2 separate regions of the Mus musculus genome follow, and region 2 is linked to region 1. The links are chromatin contacts, called in public Hi-C maps. All regions are on one chromosome and are shown on one strand. The core of a region is the stretch at or near the end of the contact, and the rest is flanking DNA. Distances in the headings are between cores, read along the strand shown.

Region 1 (5,496 bases), core at 1,047-3,546:
GGCACAACTGGCAGTTATCATGTAGAAGAATTCGAATTGATCCATTCTTATCTTCTTGTACAAAGCTCAAGTCTAAGTGGATCAAAGACCTCCACATAAGACCAGAGACACTGAAATTAATAGAGGAGAAAGTAAGGAAAAGCATCGAAGATATAGGCACAGGGGAAAAATTCCTAAACAGAACAGCAATGGCTTGTGCTGTAAGATCAAGAATTGACAAATGGGACCTCATAAAATTGCAAAGCATCTGTAAGGCAAAGGACACTGTCAATAAGACAAAAAGGCCACCAACAGATTGAGAAAGATTTTTTACCAATCCTAAATCAGATAGGGGACTAATATTCAATATATTCAAAGAGCTCAAGAAGCTGAACTCCAGAAATTCAAATAACCCTATTAAAAATGGGGTTCAGAGCTAAACAAAGAATTCTCAACTGAGGAATACCGAATGGCTGAGAAGCATCTGAAAAAATGTTCAACATCCTTAATCATTAGGGAAATGCAAATCAAAACAACCTTGAGATTCCACCTCACACCAGTCAGAATGGCTAAGATCAAAAATTCACGTGACAGCAGATGCTGGCAAGGATGTGGAGAAAGAGGAACACTCCTCCACTGCTGGTGGGATTGCAAGCTTGTACAACCACTCTGGAAGTCAGTCTGGAGGTTCCTCAGAAAATTGGACATAATACTACCAGAAGATCCAGCAATACCCCTCCTGGGCATATATCCAGAAGAAGTTTCAACTGGTAATAAGAACACATGCTCCACTATGTTCATAGCAGCCTTATTTATAATAGCCAGAAGCTGGAAAGAACCCAGATGTCCCTCAATAGAAGAATGAATACAGAAAATGTGGTACATTTACACAATGGAGTACTACTCAGCTATTAAAAACAATGGATTCATGAAATTCTTGGACAAATGGATGTATCTGGAGGATATCATCCTTCATGAGGTAACCCAATCACAAAAGAAGTCACTTGATATGCACTCACTGATAAGTGGAATTAGCCCAGAAACATAGAACACCCAAGATACAATTTGCAAAACACAAGAAAATCAAGAAAAGGAAAGATCAATGGGTGGATACTTTGTTCCTCCTTAGAATAGGGAACAAAATACCTGTGAAAGGAGTTACAGAGACAAAGTTCTGAGCTGAGATGAAAGAATGGACTATCCAGAGACTAACCCACCTGGGGATCCATCCCATAATCAGCCACCAAACCCAGACACTATTGCATATGTCAGAAAGATTTGCTGAAGGGACCCTGTTATAGCTATCTCATATGAGGCTATGCCAGTGCCTGGCAAATACAGAAGTGGATGCTCACAGTCATCTATAAGACAGAACACAGGGCCCCCAATGGAGGAGCTAGAGAAAGCACCCAAAGAGCTGAAGGGGGTCTGCAACCCTATAGGTGGAACAACATGAACTAACCAGTACCCCCCAGAGCTCCTGTCTCTAGCTGCATATGTAGCAGAAGATGGCCTAGTCGGCCATCATTGGGAAGAGAGGCCCCTTGGTATTGCAAACTTTATATGCCCCAGTGCAGGGGAATGCCAGGGCCAAGAAGCGGGAGTGGGTGGGTAGGGAAGCAGGGCAGAGGGAGGGTATAGGGAATTTTCGGGATAGCATTTGAAATGTATATAAAGAAAATATCTAATAAAAATAAATAAATAAAAAGACACGAGAAAACAAACAAAAAACAAAACAAATAGGAAAAGCTGCCAAGCCTCCTTCTCAAACACATCTTCCATCCTGCCAGCTTCTCAGTCTAAGCTGTTGTCCCTTCTCCCCAGCCACACGACCTTCCCCTAAAACCATTCTGTATAGAGTAGCCTATTTCCTCAATCTTCTTCATCCCTAAAATAGATATAATGGTTCTGTCAACCCCAGGACTAGCAGACCCAATGGTCTGACCAAGGTAAGCACAGAGCCCGGCTGTGGGAGCACTTCACCATTCACAGTGGCTTGGTCCCCTACCCCTTTACAGTTCTCCTGTCTCCTAGAAATCTGCTGGTTACTGTGTTGTCTGCCATTAAAGTGTATTGAAGTCAGGATCATATTTAAGGGCTGACTTTTTACATTTTCTCCATTGGCTCCCCAGGCAATGGCTCAACGTTGAGTTCAGAGGAAATCACTGTAGAAATGTCATCCACCTTAGGCACAGGTGCTAATGCTTCAAAGAAGCAGCTCCAGCAGGCAGGTCAGCAGACACAGCCCACGGGAGAACCATGACAGTTCTCTCCCAAGGGGTTGGCAAGGCAGGCTATGACTTTGCTCCCTGGCCTGCACTGCCCCCCCGTGGAAGCCTGTCCTATGACACCTATCCTGGGAGAAGGTGGGACCGTTCTGGTGCCTGTGCCTGGATCACTCTCTCGCCTGCTGTGCCCTTCCTTCCTTCTTCTTCTCCATGCCTCCCCTGCCCAGAGTCGGCCTTGCCTTGGATAAAGAAAAGATGTTGGCAAAGGGAACTGCAGCCCCAAAGCCATCACCACACACGGCTGGGTTTCTAGGATGTGCATCTACAGACCTCCAGTGGCTTCCCATCTTTCCCAAAGGCCTTCTGTCCAGAGGCACCGGGGAGAGGGTGCCTGTGGCCCTTCAGGTTTCCTCAAGTATCTCCTCTGTGTATCAGAAACTCCCCCAAGAGTGGCCTCAGACAGTTTCCTTGGGTCTCTGCTGCAATCTCTTGCACCCAGAAAGACTTAGACCACTGGCTTTTCACAAAGCACTTACTTGGCTGAGGTGAAGACATTGATGCCACTTCCAAAGCTGGAGTCACAGGAACCTGGACCTCCTGTGGGAAGAAGAGGGACAAGGTGATGCTTCCTGAAGCCTGCCTACTTGTCTGTAGAGACAAGACCCTGTTCTCTCCTCCTCAGCACCCACTCCTCCACTGAGGCTCCTGAGAAGGAAGCCAAGGATCCAGCACTTTTACAGGCCCCAGTGCTCAGCTAGGCTCAGGGCTCTCACAAGCTGGGGACACACTCATGCTGAATACAAATGGGACATTTCAGAAAGGTCTGAAGGTCCAAGGGCAGTGGCTGTACATGACTTAGGTTATGTAACATCGTGGCCAGCAGGGAATGCAGGTCAAGTTCACAATATGATGCTATTTCTCATCCACAAGGAGGGCTAATGACGAAATGCAAGAAAATGCGAGTGTTGGCTAGGTACACATCACTGGTGGAAATGTGAAGTGGTGTTGCCACAGGCTGTACAACAGGCTGGAAGCTCCTCAGAAGTTAGACACAGGTGCCCAGCAGCTGTGGGCACCTGTGTGCCCTCTAAGAGCCCCACCCAAGAGCAATGCAAGTCTGTATCCTGTATCTTATGCTAGTGTGACCACCTACCATAGTCAAAAGGTGGGCAGAGCCCACATGCCTATGCATGGATAAACAAACTAAAATATTATTTAGCAATAAAGAGCAACAGGTTATATAATGGATGAACTTTGACATGCTGAGTCAAAGAAGCCAATTCCAAAACTACATAGCAAGATTCCATTCACTGGAAACGATTAGAATAGACGAGTCTGGAGACAGAAGGTAGGTTAGAGGTTACAGAGTGCTGGAGAATTTTGGGAGTATGGGGTGTGATGGGCAAGGACTTTAGGTTGTTGATGATGTCCTAAAATTGGCTGTGATAATTATACAACTCAGTGAATGAACAAAAGTTGCTAATTGTACATGTTCAGCTGGGTATGTAGAGTCTACAAAACCTCAATAAAAGGGTTAAAATGATTCTGGGAAAGAATTGTAACCTTGAACTCTGCACAAGTCCCTTAGCATGTGGCCAATTCAAAACCTTTACTATACTTAGCTTTCTGCTGCAAAACTCAAGCAGGACAGGACTGAGATAATCCCAACCTTTTTCTTTGGCGCTTAATTAAGTTATCTAAAGAGCCAAGACTTTGCGCATCTGGAAGGCTGCCAGTGGGCTCTCTTCTAACCCCAGTACTGGCCAGGCAATGGCCACAGCTCAGAGCATGAAGGAAAGGAGGAGGGGTCAGCAGCGTGAGGTGCTCAGATAAGGGGTCAGTACCACCATTCAGTGCTGAGCCAATGCAGCCCCAACAGGATGCACTGCAGACAAAGTACTTCGATTGCATCTTTCCCAAGTGCTTAACTTCAGGATGCATGAGAGAAATGTGAGTCCAACTCATGTGGAGAGGTGGTCAGCAAAGTGACCAGCCAGCCCTTCATAATTGTCAAGATTAGAGGTGATTCAGAGGACAGCAATTGGTGTAATGTGGAGTTTTACCTACAAAGGGACAGGAAGGGACAAATGGGGTCAGCAGTGTCCTAACATATTTCCAGACAGCTCAGAGAATATACATAAGGATCTCTTTATTCATTTTCTGTACACTTAAAGTGATCTTCTAAACTGAGGAGAATATATAGACTATGGCGTGGCAGTCGTGTGGGGCTGAGAAACTGAGGATACCTCCATGACTGCTCTAAACCAGACAATAGCAGGAGCCTGTGATTTTCCCAGAGTCACACACACACTGAGAAAGAACAAGAGGAGGCAGGGGGCAGACAGAGACGGAGAAAAAATTGTCATAGTTTCTGCCTGGGATTTTTGTCACAGTTACCTGCCCCCTGTATTCTAAATTTTCAGTGCTTCTCAGTCAGGCTTGAGTTCAAAATTTCTTGACAAGGGTGCATGGTGACAATTTCTCAACCAGGCCAACAGGCAAAAATTATAAAGGAAAAGACCTGAGAAGCTAATGGAAATTGAAACCTGATTTTAAAGTTGCTGGGAGAATACATTTATAATGCTTTCACTGTCAGAACCAACACAGAATCAACACAGCAAACAATTTCTCCAAGTCAAGCCAAGAAAAGTCACTCAGGGATGCATCTGCCTAACATGAATGAAGCCAAGGGTTTGGTTTCTGTTGCACACCCATGTGTACACATGTAACACACACACACACACACACACACACACACACACGCAAATAAAATAAAATAAAGGAAAGCAGCTGAAAGGTGAATGTTCAAGTTCTTGACAAAGCAGCTTATTCATTTCTGTAGCAAATGCTTCCATGGCTGTTGGGATGCATTGAGGAACACTTGTAAACAGGCAACAGATGTTAGCTCACTTACTGTGACAGGCTGACGGTGCCAGGACTGTCAGAATAGAGGTGAAGAAGGCAGGCAAGGTCAGAAGATTTGCTCTAACAGGCCCAGGGCTGGGTGTCACTGTGCAGCATTCTGAGGAGGGCAAGCTGCTCTAAGAGGCCAGGAACTGCAGGAAATCGTCTGACTGCAGAGTAAGATGTTTTCGCTCACTCACCAGGGCCTGAACATTTAAGAGATGCCTCACTGCCATGGAAGGCTGGGAGGGAGCTCAGGCGTCTCCACACTGGAAGTGCTTTTGCAGCCACTGGCCCTCCCAGGGTCAGTTCAGCACTATGGACTCACGTGGGAAGTGCCCCATTCTACAGGTTCCTGCACATGCTAAGCAAGTGCGCCATGACT
Region 2 (5,496 bases), core at 2,126-4,625, 160 kb before region 1:
GAGCCTGCACTGCCTATTGGTTGGTTAATTACCAGGGAAAGGAAGGACAGTTCTTCAAGGACAAGGTGAAGGATTGAGTATGGAAGAGGAGCTACTGCCCAAGGACCTATAAATGATGTTAGCAGGAGTCACCACTCCTGACACTTGGCCCAACCCTTGGGTACAAACACAGGCAGACCTTTCTTTGCATTCCAGGTCAGCTAGGGATCTATGCAGTGAGACCCTGTTTAAAATACACAAACTCACAAAACGTTTCTAACAAATAGGTGAGGCCGAATGACTTGTTTAAGGGGACACCGTGGCTCTTGGAGTGCATTGAGCAAGCAGGTAAATAGGGAACTGCCTTAGCCTTGTCAGAGAGGCTACTGGGGACTGAGAAAAGGAGGGTCAAGTCAGGACCCTGAGTCATTGGTTTACTCCTCCCTCTGTAAATCCCCTGCTACTTGGATCTAAGAAACTGCCGAGCGGCCTTCGCTTTCCCCTGACCTCACGGGGCAGAGGGTTTGCAGATGTTGCTTCCTTTGGAAGATCTCTTGCCAAGAATAGCATTCCTGTGGGGAGGGGGTTCTAGTTGGCCTGCTCCTGGAATGTTGCTGTTTTGGGTTTGTATAAAATGTATTGCTAGCAGGACATCTGCTGGAGCTGGGGGTGGAACTCCTGGTTCCCTGGCTCACAGGGAGAGAGAGAGGGCTGATAGCCAGGATGTTGGCTGCTCCCAGCCTTTCTTGAGAGCCGGAAATGCTGAGGTATCTTTTTCTTTCATCCACCCGGGCTTTCCGGATCTGTTAATTCCTTGCTTCTGTTTTCTATTCAAAGTAGAAATGCCGTGTTTGCATGAGTCACCCAGTCCCTCATCTACATATGAAATACTGTATATGTGTGTATATTTTAAGTTTATGCATGCTTAAGATTAATATCTTGAAAGCTTGTTCAAAAAATGCTGTGGGAGAGCAGATTGTTCAGTGTGGGGCACATGGTAGCAATTCAGTGAGCACTTAGACCTGTGGCTGTTGGTTTTTGTATTTGGGGTCCTGAGTTCTAGTGAACTGAAGACAGCACAAGCCAGCAGAGCTGTTTCTTGGGAAACTTGAAAAGCCAGCATTGGAAATGCTATCCCTAGGTTGGAGGGGAGGGTGTGGATAACCTGACATTCCCCCACTCGGGACCGTGAGCATAGTCTTGAAGCCTTGAACCTAGAAGAACTTAGGGCCATGTCTGATTTCCTCAGGTCAGAAAGCTTGGGAACTTGTGGGGTGGGGGGACCCAGGAAATCCCAAGTCTAAAAGCAGAGGCAGGGTTGACAGTCAATGTGTCACATTGGGAAATGAGAAGAAACATAGAAACGTGTCACCATGGCTCTTGACCCAGCTCAAACATAGAACTTGTCTAGGTATCAGAATAGACACCTGGTAACCCACCCAAGATCCTTTTGAGTATTTCTGAGTCTGGTGTAATCAGACCTAAACCTCACTAGCTGTGACTAGTGTTTGTTCAAAGCAAAACAGCAAGCATTAGTTGAGTTTGGAAGTTACAGCTTTAGAAAACAGACAGATGAACATCTGCCTTGAGGTGGCTGAAGGGCTGTCTTCACCATACCCTGCCGGAATCCAGAGGTGGCCAGCCTCTGTTTCTGGCCCTTTCCTGGCTCTCACATTTGCAACCCACAGAGCCACCCAGCAGGCACAGCCCCTTCTGAGAGACTAATTGTTGAGATTTCCCTTGTTGGGTTTTGTTTTTACATTTTACTTAGTGGGCATATATAGACATGTACATAGTCTCTTCCATGTGGGACTTTCAGATCAAACAGGTTTTCAGGCTTGGCAGCAAGTTCGTTTACTGGCTGCATCATCTCGCCAGCCCAAGAGTTGGTCTTTGATAAGGTTTAGGAAGAGTTTCATAGACTCCTTTTGAAAGGCCGGAGTAACGTGTGTGAATGGGACAAGTGCTAATATTTACTACGGGCTTCAGGGACTGGTGCTGTCCGAGAGACACACTGGGGACTCTGGCCTTTAGGTAGGCCAGGCTGTAACTAGAGAAGGCAGCTTTGCTCGTGAAGCTTGGAGAAACATCTGCAAGAGGCCATGTGGCAAAGAAATCTGTGGAAAAGCAGTTGACAGTGGAGTCTGATGACTTACTTGAGTGTGGCTGTGGTAACAGGAGGGTTGGCTGTCCTGAGCTCTGCAAGACCTGATGCCATCTTCATCCTGAATCAGCAGCCTATAAATTGAGCACTTGGAGGAAAGAAAGGACAGCACACCAGGTCCAGAGGCTCTGAAGAGTGGCATCTTGTGGCTGTGTCCCCATCTCTACCTCTTCTGTCTGACAGGATAGCCTTGACAGAGCTTTTGTGGAGGGCCTTTGTGGTGTGGTCCCAGTAGCCACTGCAAGGGGGGATGGAGAGTTAGCTGGGTGCATACCAGTGTGGGCACATTGTCTTCCTGCAAGTTCAGGGAATCCAGTTCTCTCAATCTAATTAAGAACGCCTTTCTTGAACAACACCATTCATTAGCATTTAGAATAGGGCAAGCCCTTGTGTCCAGATCAGCATTCCCAGACTAAGCTGTGTGGAGTCCCTTGAGTGGCCCTTTACTGAGAGAGGCTGTGTTTAAGTTGAGGAAAGCTAGTCTTCCTCCCTTGTTGATAACGATGCCTTCAAAACACCACCACTACCATTGCTATGTCTAGGTGGAAGAGCTGAAGGATCTTTCAGGGGATGGAAGTCACCACCTGTAACTACTCCAAAGACAGTCATAAAATTAGGGAAGAGTGGTGGCACAAGCCTATAATCATAGCACTATAAAGTCAATCTCTAGACTAATTTGAAGCTAGCCTGGGCTATACTGGGATACTAAAAGGTTGGCAAAGAAAGAGATGTTGTCCCAGCTGCACAGGGCCTTGTCACTATTACCAGGAAAGCAAAAGTGGCTATGTCTGCAGGTGTGGCTCAGAGTCTTCAGAGGTTCCCATGAGGGTTGTCTCAGGCTTTGGTGTTAGACCTCAGTAAGCAGCTGTGTGTGTTCTTGGGTAAACTACCTCCCTGCGCTCAGGTCTTGTCTGTAGACAGGTTAACAAGCCAAACAAACAAACCAAAAAAACAACAAAAAAAACCTCTCCTAGGTCCCATCAGCTGTACTCAATTTTGTAATGAAAGAGGTATTCCAGGTATTAAAGAGAGGACCTGGAATTTTCCCCTAAAAACCAGTTCAATCTACATAGAAACTAAAGATACCCCAGATTCTAGAGACACCCCATATTCACCCTCAGGGCTGTCCCCTTGCCTTGACTGACTGTGCTTGATGCTCCCTCCTACTCCACACTCCAAGACAGGCTGGGGCCATGTGGCCCCGCCCCACCCTGCCCTTGTTAGCTCCGGTTCTAGAAACAAATCTGAGCTGCTGTAGCGTGTGTCCCCCGCCCTCCGAGAAGACTGTAGGCTGAACACACAACAGCCTGTCCCACACAGCATTTACTGCCACAGCCCCCAAGGCACCTGCTCCAGGCCTTGAGCTGCTCAAAGCTTCCGGCGACGGCGACTGTAGAAGCCCACATCCTGGCAGGTGAGCAGGTAAGCAGAATGGATGGGTTTCTTTCACAAGGCTGCTCCCTCCCCGTCGCAGTCTCTGAGGGCCGATTTAACAGGCAGAGAGACTTGAGCCCCAGTCGATAAGGTGCTGGCTAAGAAGCTCTGAAATGGTATGAACTCTGCTGCGGGGTTTTTTTTTTTTTTTAATTTTTTTTCATCCAATGATTTCGCAGCCTTGCGGGAGAAAAATAGAGCTGTATAACTTATCAAATTGACTTACCTGTGCTTCCGTCCTGGTTCTGTCAGTTGGCAAATGCAATCTCTGAGTGCTTTTGGCTTCCTGGAACTGAACATTGCTTTAGCTCTTTATACCTTATTGTGCCATGTGCATGAATTATTACTTGTATAAACTTCCTTGTCAAAAATTAATTGAGGCTAGCTGGCATGGTGAGGCACTCTGGAATGCCAGCACATGGGAGGTGGAGGTGGGAGAATTAGTCACCCTTGGTTACTTAGCAAGTTCAAGGCCAGCCTCAAATTAAAAAAAAAAAAAAAAACTTTAAAAGAAAGGAAAACACAGGGCAGGGAGAGAAGTGTTTGCAGGGTGCTGAGGACCTGAGTTCTTTCTCTAGAACGTGTGTGAAGAAACACTGGGCATGGTGGCATGTTTGTAATCCCTGTGCTGGGGAGGTGGGGACAGGTGGATTCTTGGGGCTTGCAGGCTGGGCAGTCAAGCCTGCTTGGCTAGTTCCAGGCCAATGAGAGACCCTGTCTCAAAGAAAGGTGGGCAGTGACTAAAGGAATGGCACATAAAGTGATTCTCTGCCCTCTGCATTGCAACACACACACACACACACACACACACACACACACACACATACACACGGAGAGGGGGGAGGGAGAGAGAGAGAGATTGCATAGGTGAGCCAGTGTTTTAGAAATTATAATGAAGTGCTTCTACTTTTACACTTTGCTTTTTGTTTGTTTGTTTTGGGTTTTTTTTTGTTGTTGTTGTTGGGTTTTTTTGTTTTTGTTTTGGGTTTTTTTTTTTTTGAGACAGGGTTTCTCTGTGTCGCCCTGGCTGTCCTGGAACTCACTCTGTAGACCAGGCTAGCCTCGAACTCAGAAATCTGCCTGCCTCTGCCTCCCGAGTGCTGAGATTAAAGGTGTGCACCACTGCCCGGGTTTTTGTTTTTGTTTTTTTTTAATTAAACAGGGTCTTACTGTATAGCCCTGGCTGCCCTGGAACTTGCTATGTCGACCAGGCTAGCTTCAAACTCTGCCTGCATCTGCCTCTACACCTGGCAATAACCATTATTTTAACAATCTACGTGGCGTTGGCCACATTCACAAACTCATCTCAGAATGTCTTTGGTCCCAGTGAAGTTCAGTTGTTCTTAGAATGTTTTTGCAACCAGCAACTTGGCCTCCGTGGAGGACTGTGAAAATAAATTCCATCTCAATGAACATATTCAAACCGCCACGCCACCTCAGCCGCCTTCCACAGCATAGACCTAGGAGGTCTCAGGAGGAGCAGAGAGAGACCTCAGGAAGCCTGTAGGTGCCTCTCCTGGTCCCCACTGCACAGCTGCTGTGGTGGATTGCAGGGGAAACATGTGGTGCAGCATAGTGAGCCTCAGCTAAGCTGATGGATCCCGTGCGCTTTGCACCTCTTGCTGGGTCTGGCAGGCCATGGGCTCTCACTACATACACCTCAAGTGCCTTTCCTGTGACATGGAAACGAGAACACCTGTGCAGAGTTGGCAATGAGCCACCACAAGTAAACATCTGTCTTTGTCAAAGCTTCAGGGAAAGGTACCAGAGCAAACATCAGAGACAGGTAGAAAGATGCATTCAAGCCGGGCGGTGGTGGCGCACGCCTTTAATCCCAGCACGTGGGAGGCAGAGGCGGATTTCTGAGTTCGAGGCCAGCCTGGTCTACATACAGAGTGCTGTCCAGGACAGCCAGCGTT

Evidence for each region. A called contact is a pair of places that touch in the nucleus more often than the background predicts.
Region 2: a contact with region 1 is called in a Hi-C map of cerebral cortex, with 4 times the contacts expected there. The contact joins the promoter of Il34 here to the enhancer-like site in region 1. A contact is called at or near these places in 4 of 39 promoter capture datasets (the C10 cell line, the HPC-7 cell line, cranial neural crest and 1 more), 1 of 15 datasets of contacts at CTCF or cohesin (pro-B cells), 13 of 484 Hi-C or Micro-C datasets (the C10 cell line, CD4 T cells, the HL-1 cell line and 9 more) and 4 of 9 other capture datasets (adipose tissue, embryonic stem cells, liver and 1 more).

Annotation. Positions count from the first base shown.
Region 1 is chr8:110,643,066-110,648,561 of GRCm38.p6, reverse strand. Vac14 (Vac14 homolog (S. cerevisiae)) reads right to left here. Exons shown (of 19, transcript NM_146216.3): 10 at 2,744-2,804. Among named protein-coding and RNA genes, the nearest start is that of n-TGgcc10, 14 kb to the right of the region's middle. Within about 2 kb of position 2,296, at least 16 of the 459 cell types and tissues checked have an H3K27ac peak or open chromatin away from gene starts, as enhancers often do. A contact at or near this core is called in cerebral cortex and liver, where this site is marked.
Region 2 is chr8:110,803,803-110,809,298 of GRCm38.p6, reverse strand. Il34 (interleukin 34) reads left to right here and starts at 3,375. Exons shown (of 7, transcript NM_001135100.2): 1 at 3,375-3,565. It overlaps Gm15895 (a long non-coding RNA gene), which reads right to left and starts at 4,103. Exons shown (of 2, transcript XR_003947455.1): 1 at 3,804-4,103; 2 at 1-2,381.